2 separate regions of the Mus musculus genome follow, and region 2 is linked to region 1. The links are chromatin contacts, called in public HiChIP or PLAC-seq maps. All regions are on one chromosome and are shown on one strand. The core of a region is the stretch at or near the end of the contact, and the rest is flanking DNA. Distances in the headings are between cores, read along the strand shown. Region 1 overlaps Dscam (DS cell adhesion molecule). Region 2 has its middle 92 kb from the start of Bace2.

Region 1 (4,451 bases), core at 925-3,424:
AGGGCTGTCATGAGCTGAGCCAGTGGTGACACTGTGCACATGTCCTGAGGAAATGACCGTGTGTTTTCCATGTGCTGTGCACTCAGTGAGGAAAGAAAGGGTGAAGCCTGTCACACCCACCAAGCTCTGGCAGCCATCCTTGATTGTTTTCTTCACATTCTTCTTCTTTGTCTCAGCAGTGGGCTGGGCTGGTGTCCTAGGTGGAAGCTTCCTGTTAGAAGCCATCTTTCTTCCAGTGCAGGCGGCTACAATTAGCTGCACTAGAAGAAAGGACACAGAAAAGATACGAGTGCCTCACATCTGTCTGCCATCGTGGGCTTAGTCCCAACCCTCCTCAATTCTGTCTTGTTTGGTTGTCAGACGGATGCCTGCTTTCTCCATTTCCTCAGTCCTCCTTGGTCCTCCTCAGTGCTCCTCGGTCCTCTTCTGTGCTCCTCAGTGCTCCCCAGTGCTCCAGGATCTGCTGCTATGACTCTTCTTTTCACATCTAACCTCTGCATCACTCCACCATGGAGCGGCCTGCACAGTACATCACAGGCTCTTTTCCCTTTCCACCAAAGGAGATTTGGCTTCTGCTTCCACTGTGGGGTGATTCTCCCCACATAGGTGCTAAGCCAGGGATATGCCAGTATGCTGCTTACCAGGGGCCATTTTTGCTCTGGCACCTGCTGCCCTGATGAGGGAGTGGGGTTCTCGCAATGCTCCTTCAAGCCTCTGGACACTTTCTGAGGACACTAGGCAACAAGAGCCTAGAGCTCACCAGAACACTAGGGTTGCTCTTTACCAACCACCCCCATCCCTCCCTCTCCGCAAGGCAGCATAGAAGCCTCTTTGCCCTGCCCCTGCAGAAAGGGGAGAAACAGCAGTCTGCCTTTCACCAGTCTGAGGAGTCTAGTGTGGATGCTTCCTCATTTGGTAATACCTGAGATCAAGGCAAAGGCAAGGTTAAGCCGGTGCACTCCAGCTGCCCTCACTGCCAGCAGCAACTCTAAAAGCAAGAGAGAAAAGATGCTGGTAACTGAAATATCTGCACAAGCCCTTGTCCCACCCCATGTACATCTATTACTCTAGAGGGAGGGTAGGGAGAAATTGAATGGAATGGGTGCAGGCAGGAGAAAATGCAGGTGGGGGGAGGTGCAGGGGGGGGAGGTACAGGTGGGGGAGGTGCAAGTGGGAGGAGATGTAGGTGGGGGAGGTGCAGGTGGGGGGAGGTACAGGTGGGAGGAGATGTAGGTGGGGGAGGTGCAGGTGGGGGGAGGTACAGGTGGGGGGAGGGTTGTGCAGGAAAAGGGCAAGGACAGATGAAGAAGTGCAGGTGAAGCATCGCCTGGTGGACAGAATTGTAGTCACAGAGAACTGTGTAGCTGGGTTACAGAAGCCTCAGGCTAACTGCCCAGGAAACCCAGGAGCGCCTCTGCTCTCAGTGGGGGAGTGAGGTCATATCCTAATAGCATGATAATGCTCCCCAATACAAAGCTTGCTCTCCTTAGGAACGAAGAAGTCCTTCCACTTTAGGGTTTCGGTAACATCCATGGCTTCAACCCATCCATGTAGCCTCGGTTCCAGGACTTGCACTTTGTATCTTCATCCCAAGAAGCAGATAAAAGTCACTGACAGTCTCCCGTCTCGGGGGAGTAATCCTCTGCTGAGCCTCCCTCACAGCTGTAGGGAAATTCTGGCAGCTGAGCCACTGCAGGAGCAGCACGGTGCCTTTGGACACAGACAGGGACAGGAATGATAGTGGGGGGTGCCTGCCGGGCAGAATTCTCACCACCACTTAAATCTCTTGTACTCCTAATGCCTGATCAGTTCTCCTGATGCCAAACAACAGTGAGGAGCAGAAAAATTGCCAGGGCAGAATCCAACCCTTCTGCAAGCAATTACAGCGAGGCTGAGCTCGCTTACTTATTTTAAATTAATTCTCTTTGGACTTCAGCAATATTGTCCATGTTTGTACTGTGTTCTATTTGCCCCCCCCCTCTGGTATCTCACTTTTTATAAGTGCTGCTTCTGTGCACCATGGCTCTGACTTCAGGACAGAACCAGGTCTGTGACTTGTTTGCAGCCTCCTCGTGCTCATCTCCAGCTGTGCATGGCTCTCACCACAGGTGCTCAGGGATTTCTAAGCAGAGATGCTAGGCTGCTTCTGGTCAGTGTGGGGCTCGGATGCTTTAAGCAGCTTGCATTCTCTCAACACCCACTCCCTCCCTCCCCCCACTCCTCTGGAATCCCTCTCTGAGGCCTCTTAGATCTGTGTCATAACAAATAAACTGCAAAGGAGGCGCAGCAACTTAATGAGGAGAAGGAGAATCGTCCACTGTGGTGCAATTGTGAATTTTAATAAGACCTGGACTGGAGCATGGGTGATAAAGACGATCGTAGCCACAGTAAGAAAGTGGCCAGGCTCACCGCAGTTTAGCAGGTTAGGAAGGGTCTCCTTTGTGTTATCTAAAATCATTGGGCCTCAGTAACATTCATCATCTGTTTCCCTTTAGCTGAGCTTTCTGGGGTTTGGGAGATGAAATGAATATCCAGATGGAAATGCAAGGTAGACCTTCCAGAGCCCCCCACCCCACCCACCGCTGCCACAATGCTACCAGTGTGTGTCACTGTATCTAGGACTTGATAGGGAAATTATGGTAGGAAGTAATAAAGGATATCCTAAGGGAGTCCTTTCTTGCTTTGTGTCCCCCTTTTCTCTCTGTTCAGAGCCCCAGCCCTTTAGAGGCCTTGGGAGAGAATACAGAAACAAGATGTAAAATCACAGGCTAGTCTAGAATCTTGAATGGTTGCTATGTTGCAGTCAAGGCAGGGCTTGGTGACCTGTGCTCATCTGAGAGCCCAGTGCTCAGAAACTACCCATGCTGGCTCTACACACAGCACTATCTTATCATTTCCTTATAATTTTCAAGGGACAGCCCCATGTTTGCACTTTGTGTCTGTCTGCATCTGCTGCTTGTAGCTGCCACATGAAGTAAACCTCAGGAGAGACGCCAGTCTCATCCTATTTTGCAACCAGAACAGACTGTTCAGTGGTTTGTTTGTTTTTTGTTGGTTTTTTTTTTTTTTTGAGATTTCATATATGTTTTAATCATACTTACCCTTCATCCATTTTTGATACACATAAGGAAAATAATAAAGAAGTCAGTTCCATCCCCCCTTCCTTCCTCATCACTATAAAAAAAGAAAGGCCATATTTGCACACATATATGCATGACAGAACATATCTGCATGCGTGCATGTGTATCTGTGTATAAAACAAACCAAAGCTAGGGACCCAAGCTTGATTCCTTCCTTGAAGACTTAACTTCCCCACTGTGTGCACGTATGTGTACACGTGTATATGTGTGCATGCACTTTCATGAGCAGGTGCATTCATGAATGCAAATGAATATGTCCCACAATGACTTGTAGGGGTCAGAGGGTGGCCTCAGGTGTTATCCCACACATCCTACCTTGTATGAGGCAGGGTATCTGTTATTCACCAGTGTACATGCCAGGCTGGCTGGCTGGCCCAGGAGTTTCTGGTGATCCCCCTGCCTCTGCCTCCCATCTTACCATAGGAGTGCTGAGATTACAGGTGCATGCTACCACATCTGGCTTTTATGTTAGCCTTGGTGATACGTATAAAGTCCTCATGTTTGCATAGCAAGGCCTTTAACCCACTGAGCCACCTCCCTGGACCAATTATTTTGTTGAAAATAAAACCACTTAGTAATATTCTTTTTCTCTCTGTGCTGCTCACTTGCTTTAATCCTATGCCATAAAAGATGACCAGACTTCTGCAGGAAGATCTCTCTAAGGTCAGCAAGAACAAATAAGAACACTTTCTGTAGAGCTCCAGACATCAGCTGGAATGAAAAGTTCAGGTTAGCTTGTGGAACACTGAGCTAGGAAACCCTGAACATTGAAAGTTCCAGCCCTAACAGTTAATTCTGGTGCTCTATGAAGATAGGGTAATAAGGGCTCACCTTCCGTGATACAAGTCAGGGAGAAAGGGACATAGTGGGGAGAATGGAGCCCAAAGTAAAAAGAAGCAGTGGGGAGGGACTCGTGGGACTATGCTCGGCAGATGGGATATGGTTCAGTACCAGCATCCTCCACTCTTGGCAGTGTCAGACAAAGGGCTCTCTATTTCCATTCACTATGCCTTCTGTGGAAAGCTTAGTGAGTTCTTTCTGTATCAAGGGTATTTTGGAGTTTCCTCTAGAATTCTAAATGAGAATAAACTATTACTCCCACAGAACACCTGCCTGCCTGAAAATTGAGCCTCCTCACGTAGGAAATGAATTTCATTTCTCTCCCTACACCCCGCCCCCAAATTATTTGTCCCTTAAAAACCTAGATGATGTCTCTTGGTTTAGTGTTGCCGAGATAACAAACTCATATTTTAGAAAGTTTATCTCCAAAAACCAGAACCCAGGAAAAAACCTGCTCCTCCTCTCAGCAAT
Region 2 (4,451 bases), core at 1,229-3,728, 510 kb before region 1:
AAGCCAAGCCATAATTCTGTCTTGGTCTACAGGAACCCTATCCTGTCTCCCTCTCTCCTGCTGCACTCCCAGAGTACCATTTAGATTGTATTGGAGAAATATGCTGCTGAGACCCACTTTTCCCTTTACCTTCCCAGAAGCACTGTTTCCCTGTCATACTCAGGTCTGTCTAGCATCTGGGTAAACTCTCTCACAAAGACTTTTGACCTCTTACCCCTGACTCTGTTCCTAGTGAAGTGGACACACCAGACCTCCACGGGCCATGGGAACATCTGAATTGAACTTTCCTCTGCTAAGTCTCATGTTCTCTCTTGTCTTTGCTCTAGTTCTCAACATAATAGGCTGCCCTCCATATCCTTGGGTGCTATATCTAAGGATCGAATGAAATGCACAAAGAAAATACCCAACAACAATCTGATCTTTACTGAATGTAGACAGCTCTGTAGGCAACACAGCAATCATTTTCACATATTGTAGGTGTGTGTTGTATATGCATAGGTTACCTACAGATCCTATGTAGTATAATAAATGGGACACAAGCATCTGGAGGTGTGGGTGTCTGGGGGTTTCTGAAAAGATCCTCCCTGAGTCCTGTTATGACTTAAATATGAACTATTGGTGTTTTGCACACTTTGTGCCAACCTGTGGTACTGTTGGGAGGTTGTGGAAACCTTAGAAGGTGGTACCTAGATAAAGACAGAAGGTCATTGTGGTTGTGTGGTTGAAGGTTATGCCCAGTTCTCAGCCCCCTCCATTCTCTTTTGTTCATGCTCTTCAAGATATAGAGAAGATCTCTTCCAAATGCTTCCATAGCCATGATGTTTTGTCCCGGTGTGGGAGGCCAAAGTGTTCATGGAGTGAACCCTCTGGTACTGTGAACCAAGTTAACTTCTTCTTCCCCTTAAATAATTTCTGCTGTATACTTGGTCATAGTGACATTAAAATTAACTAAGGTAGATACTGAGTAGAAACTATAATTAAGAGATCTCTAATAGTTAATATCAAATGTCATTTTAACAGAATCTCCATTAATTTCAGAGATGGGTTTCTGAGCATCTGTGTTTGATTGTTCAGCTTATGTAATTGAGGTGGGAAAGCATGTCTACTGTGGATAGCACCATTTCCTGGCTGGGACCCGAAGCTGTGTAAGTAGAGAGAGAATGAGCAACACTACACATTCGTGTGTGTGTGTGTGTGTGTGTGTGTGTGTGTGTGTGTGTGTGTGGTGTGGTGTGTGGTGTGTGGTATGTGTATGTGTGTGTGGTGTGGGGTGTGTGTGTGTGGTGTGTGTGTGACGTCACAGCTGCTTCAATCTCTTGCTGACTCCACTTCCCTTATCTTGAACTGTGTGTGAGCTAAAATAAACTTCCCTGAGTTACAGTGCTTCATCTAGATTGTTTTTGTTTTGAGCCTTTAGTTTTTAAACATAATTTTATTTTAAAAATTTAAAAATGTTCAGAAACAATGGTGATTTTGTACTTATTTTTAATTGTGTGTGTGGTGGGGGTGGAGCCTTACCTCAGCATGTATGTGGAGGGCAGAAGACACCTTGTAGCAGTTAGTTTTCTCTGTCTGTCATCCTAGGGATGGAACTTGGGTTGCTAGGGTTGGTAGCTGATGCCTTTACCCGCTGAGCCATCTTGCTGGTTCATTATATCATTATTTTAATTGTATATATTTATGAGGTACAGTGTGCTATCTAAGTGATCTGATTAAAATATGATGATTAGCATTTCCAGATCATCCTTACATTGAGTTGAAGACTTCAAATCCTTCTCATCCATTCGTGAAATTTATACTAGGCTGTGAACCATATCAACTCCACTGTGCTAGAGACACTCAGACTCGTTACTTCTAACTCTGTCTTAAATCTAACTCTATTCTTACCTTCCCTCCCAACACCCTTACCCTCCAATACTCACTGTTCTATATCCACACTGTCATTATTAGAGCATATGCCTATGAGGGAGCATGTGGTATCTATCTTTCCATGTCCAGCTTATCTGCTTCCTTCATTTCTACATAAAAAGCATGAGTTGTCCATCACCAGGCCTTGTGACATTAGGGCATTCTTTCTTTTCCAGACAGCCTACATGCTTTCTTAGAATCCTGGACTGAGGGAAGACACTTCCCAGGTGGAACAGCCTCCTGTGTGTCTTTCATAACACAGCCATGCGCAGCAAAATCCACAGAAGACTGAACAGAGCTGTAGTGCAATGTGCTCTCATCTCCCTGCAGAGAGTAAGGCTGTGGCTTTCACCAACCTCAAGGAGTCTGTGTGTCTTTGGGACACAGTTCAACAAGCAAGGCATTGCAGTTTCCTGCTACTTCCAAAGAGAAGATACTTTCTTAGTGCCTCTGGGTGTTAGGAATGGGGGATGGATGCAGACCGAGTGAGGACCTGTGACATTCTGAACAGCTACTGACAACAAGAAAGTCTTTCATTCACGTGAGCTGAATTCATAATTATGTACTCTATAGCCATTGGGCCAGTATCTTCCAGGAGCCATGTGAGGTCCCCTTTGTCAGAGGTCCTTAGAGAGAGACCCTAGGGAAGCCTAGGACTAGATGTCCTCTTTTTGTGAGACGGTCAGTAACATGTATTTTAAACTGAGAGTTCAGGAATGGGGAGGTGTTCACTGGGCAAAGAACTTGCAGAAGCACAAAGACCTTATTTCTCTTCCCAGAATCATGTACAAACTGCACATGACAGCACCAGTCTCTAACCCAAGTGCTCTTTCAGCAGGCAGGGAGACAGAGGCAGGAGAATCCCAGGAACTTGAGGACCAGCTAGTCTAGAGTACTAGCAATAAATAACAAGAGGCTTGTCTCGTGCAAGGTGGAAGGAGAGGTTCAGTGCCTTAGGTTTCCTCTACCCATGAACCCCTGCATGCCCAACTCCCCCAGACTGAAGAAATAAAAAGCAAAAGTTAAAAAAGAAGCTTATGTGCCCTACTTTTCTTGCTAAATTTTATTCAGCTGTTGTGACCCCTCTCCCCATCAAATCCTCCTGAAATACAACAAAAGAAAGATGAGATGTTCTGTTCTCACATATTTAAGCTGAAAAACAAACAAACAAACTCAAAAAGGCTTCCATGTCCACCAGATCTCTGTTGCCAAAGCTGAATTTTAAGCCAGGAGTCAGCATCTCAATGCTCACTCAGAGGATCCAAGTGGAGTCATTAAATCTTATTACAACTCCAAGTGCAGAAAGTAATTGCACACTTTTGTAAGTAGCTTAGGATTGATTAAAAATGCATAAAGGAAAGCTGCAAAAACTCTCCACAGGCTGGGGATGCTGCTCCCCAGGGGGAAACGCTGCAGCTGCTGTTCATTCTCTTAGAAACCTCTCCAGTCTTCTGGCCGGGCAGGAAGGTGAGGGCGTGCACTCCCTAGGAGAGCAGGGGAGCCTGGAGATGTTGTCTGGCTCCACAAGCCCAGACACAGGAGAATTCATTTCATCATGCTGAGCTCATCACATCGTGCTGCGGCATGGCCCTCCCCTCAGAGGCTGCATTCCTGCGCACAGCAGAGTAGCAATGGCTACCAATGTGGGTGGGGAAAAAGAAATGGAGACAAACTCTTTGGGTTCTTGGGAAGGAGATTCACCCCTGTGCATGCTGCAAACAGGGAGATTGGTGGAGGTTTGAAGGGTGAGTCTAGCAAATTTCCAGAGAGTTCCACCGCCCTGTGCCTCTCCTGCCTCCATCTCTCAGAAACTGTTCCCTACAGCGTTGTGTTAGTTCAGGCTCATAGAGAAAGAGCCAAGTATGGAGTTTATGGTGGGAGATAGAATGGTGGCAGCAGCTGTAGTGGCTCCCTGGCAGTGCAAAGGAGGCTGTGCTCAGTTACAATCAATGGCACTGCATTTTAGAGGCAGGGCACACAAACATTTCCTTCTTCCTCCCACTCACTCCTTCCTTCTCTCTTCTCCCTCTTGTCCCCTTTCCCAGCACTGAACATCTTTCTACTCTGAGCTAGTCATTTTCCTAGATTCTTTAATATAATAGGGAACAGCTTCCATTTCTGAGAAATTTCTGACCCATACCTAGTCCCCCTCCCTCCCCCTCTTTTTTTTTTTTTTTTTTTTTTTTTTTTTTTTTTTTTTTTGAGACAGGGTTTCTCTGTATAGCCCTGGCTGTCCTGGAATTCACTCTGTAGACCAGGTTGACCTCGAACTCAGAAATCCACCTGCCTCTGCCTCCCAAGTGCTGGGATTAAAGGCATGCACCACCACTGCCCAGCTAGTTTTTCCCTTTGAAAAAAATTCTCCAGTGATTTATTTTTGACCTAGGTTGTCCCCTTTCACTTATTTCTTATTTTAAAATACAGACTTGTGAATGAAATACATGTCAGAAGCCGAATGGAATTTTCTAAACAAAACACACCACGAGAGCACCTGAGGATGGACAAATGAAGCACTTCCCACACCCAAAGCTAACATCTATGCC

Evidence for each region. HiChIP or PLAC-seq counts read pairs in DNA pulled down with a chosen protein or histone mark.
Region 2: an H3K27ac HiChIP or PLAC-seq map of oligodendrocyte precursor cells shows a contact between it and region 1, with 5 times the contacts expected there. The contact joins two enhancer-like sites. A contact is called at or near these places in 3 of 115 datasets of contacts at active chromatin or transcription factors (embryonic basal ganglia, oligodendrocyte precursor cells and stem cell-derived neural progenitor cells).

The regions. Positions count from the first base shown.
Region 1 is chr16:96,754,999-96,759,449 of GRCm38.p6, reverse strand. All of the region lies in intron 11 of Dscam (DS cell adhesion molecule), which reads left to right. The region is part of intron 2 of Gm32509 (a long non-coding RNA gene); the gene reads right to left. Among named protein-coding and RNA genes, the nearest start is that of Gm32509, 38 kb to the right of the region's middle. Within about 2 kb of position 2,174, at least 30 of the 459 cell types and tissues checked have an H3K27ac peak or open chromatin away from gene starts, as enhancers often do. A contact at or near this core is called in oligodendrocyte precursor cells, where this site is marked.
Region 2 is chr16:97,262,673-97,267,123 of GRCm38.p6, reverse strand. No RefSeq gene overlaps it. Among named protein-coding and RNA genes, the nearest start is that of Bace2, 92 kb to the left of the region's middle. Within about 2 kb of position 2,478, at least 14 of the 459 cell types and tissues checked have an H3K27ac peak or open chromatin away from gene starts, as enhancers often do. A contact at or near this core is called in oligodendrocyte precursor cells, where this site is marked.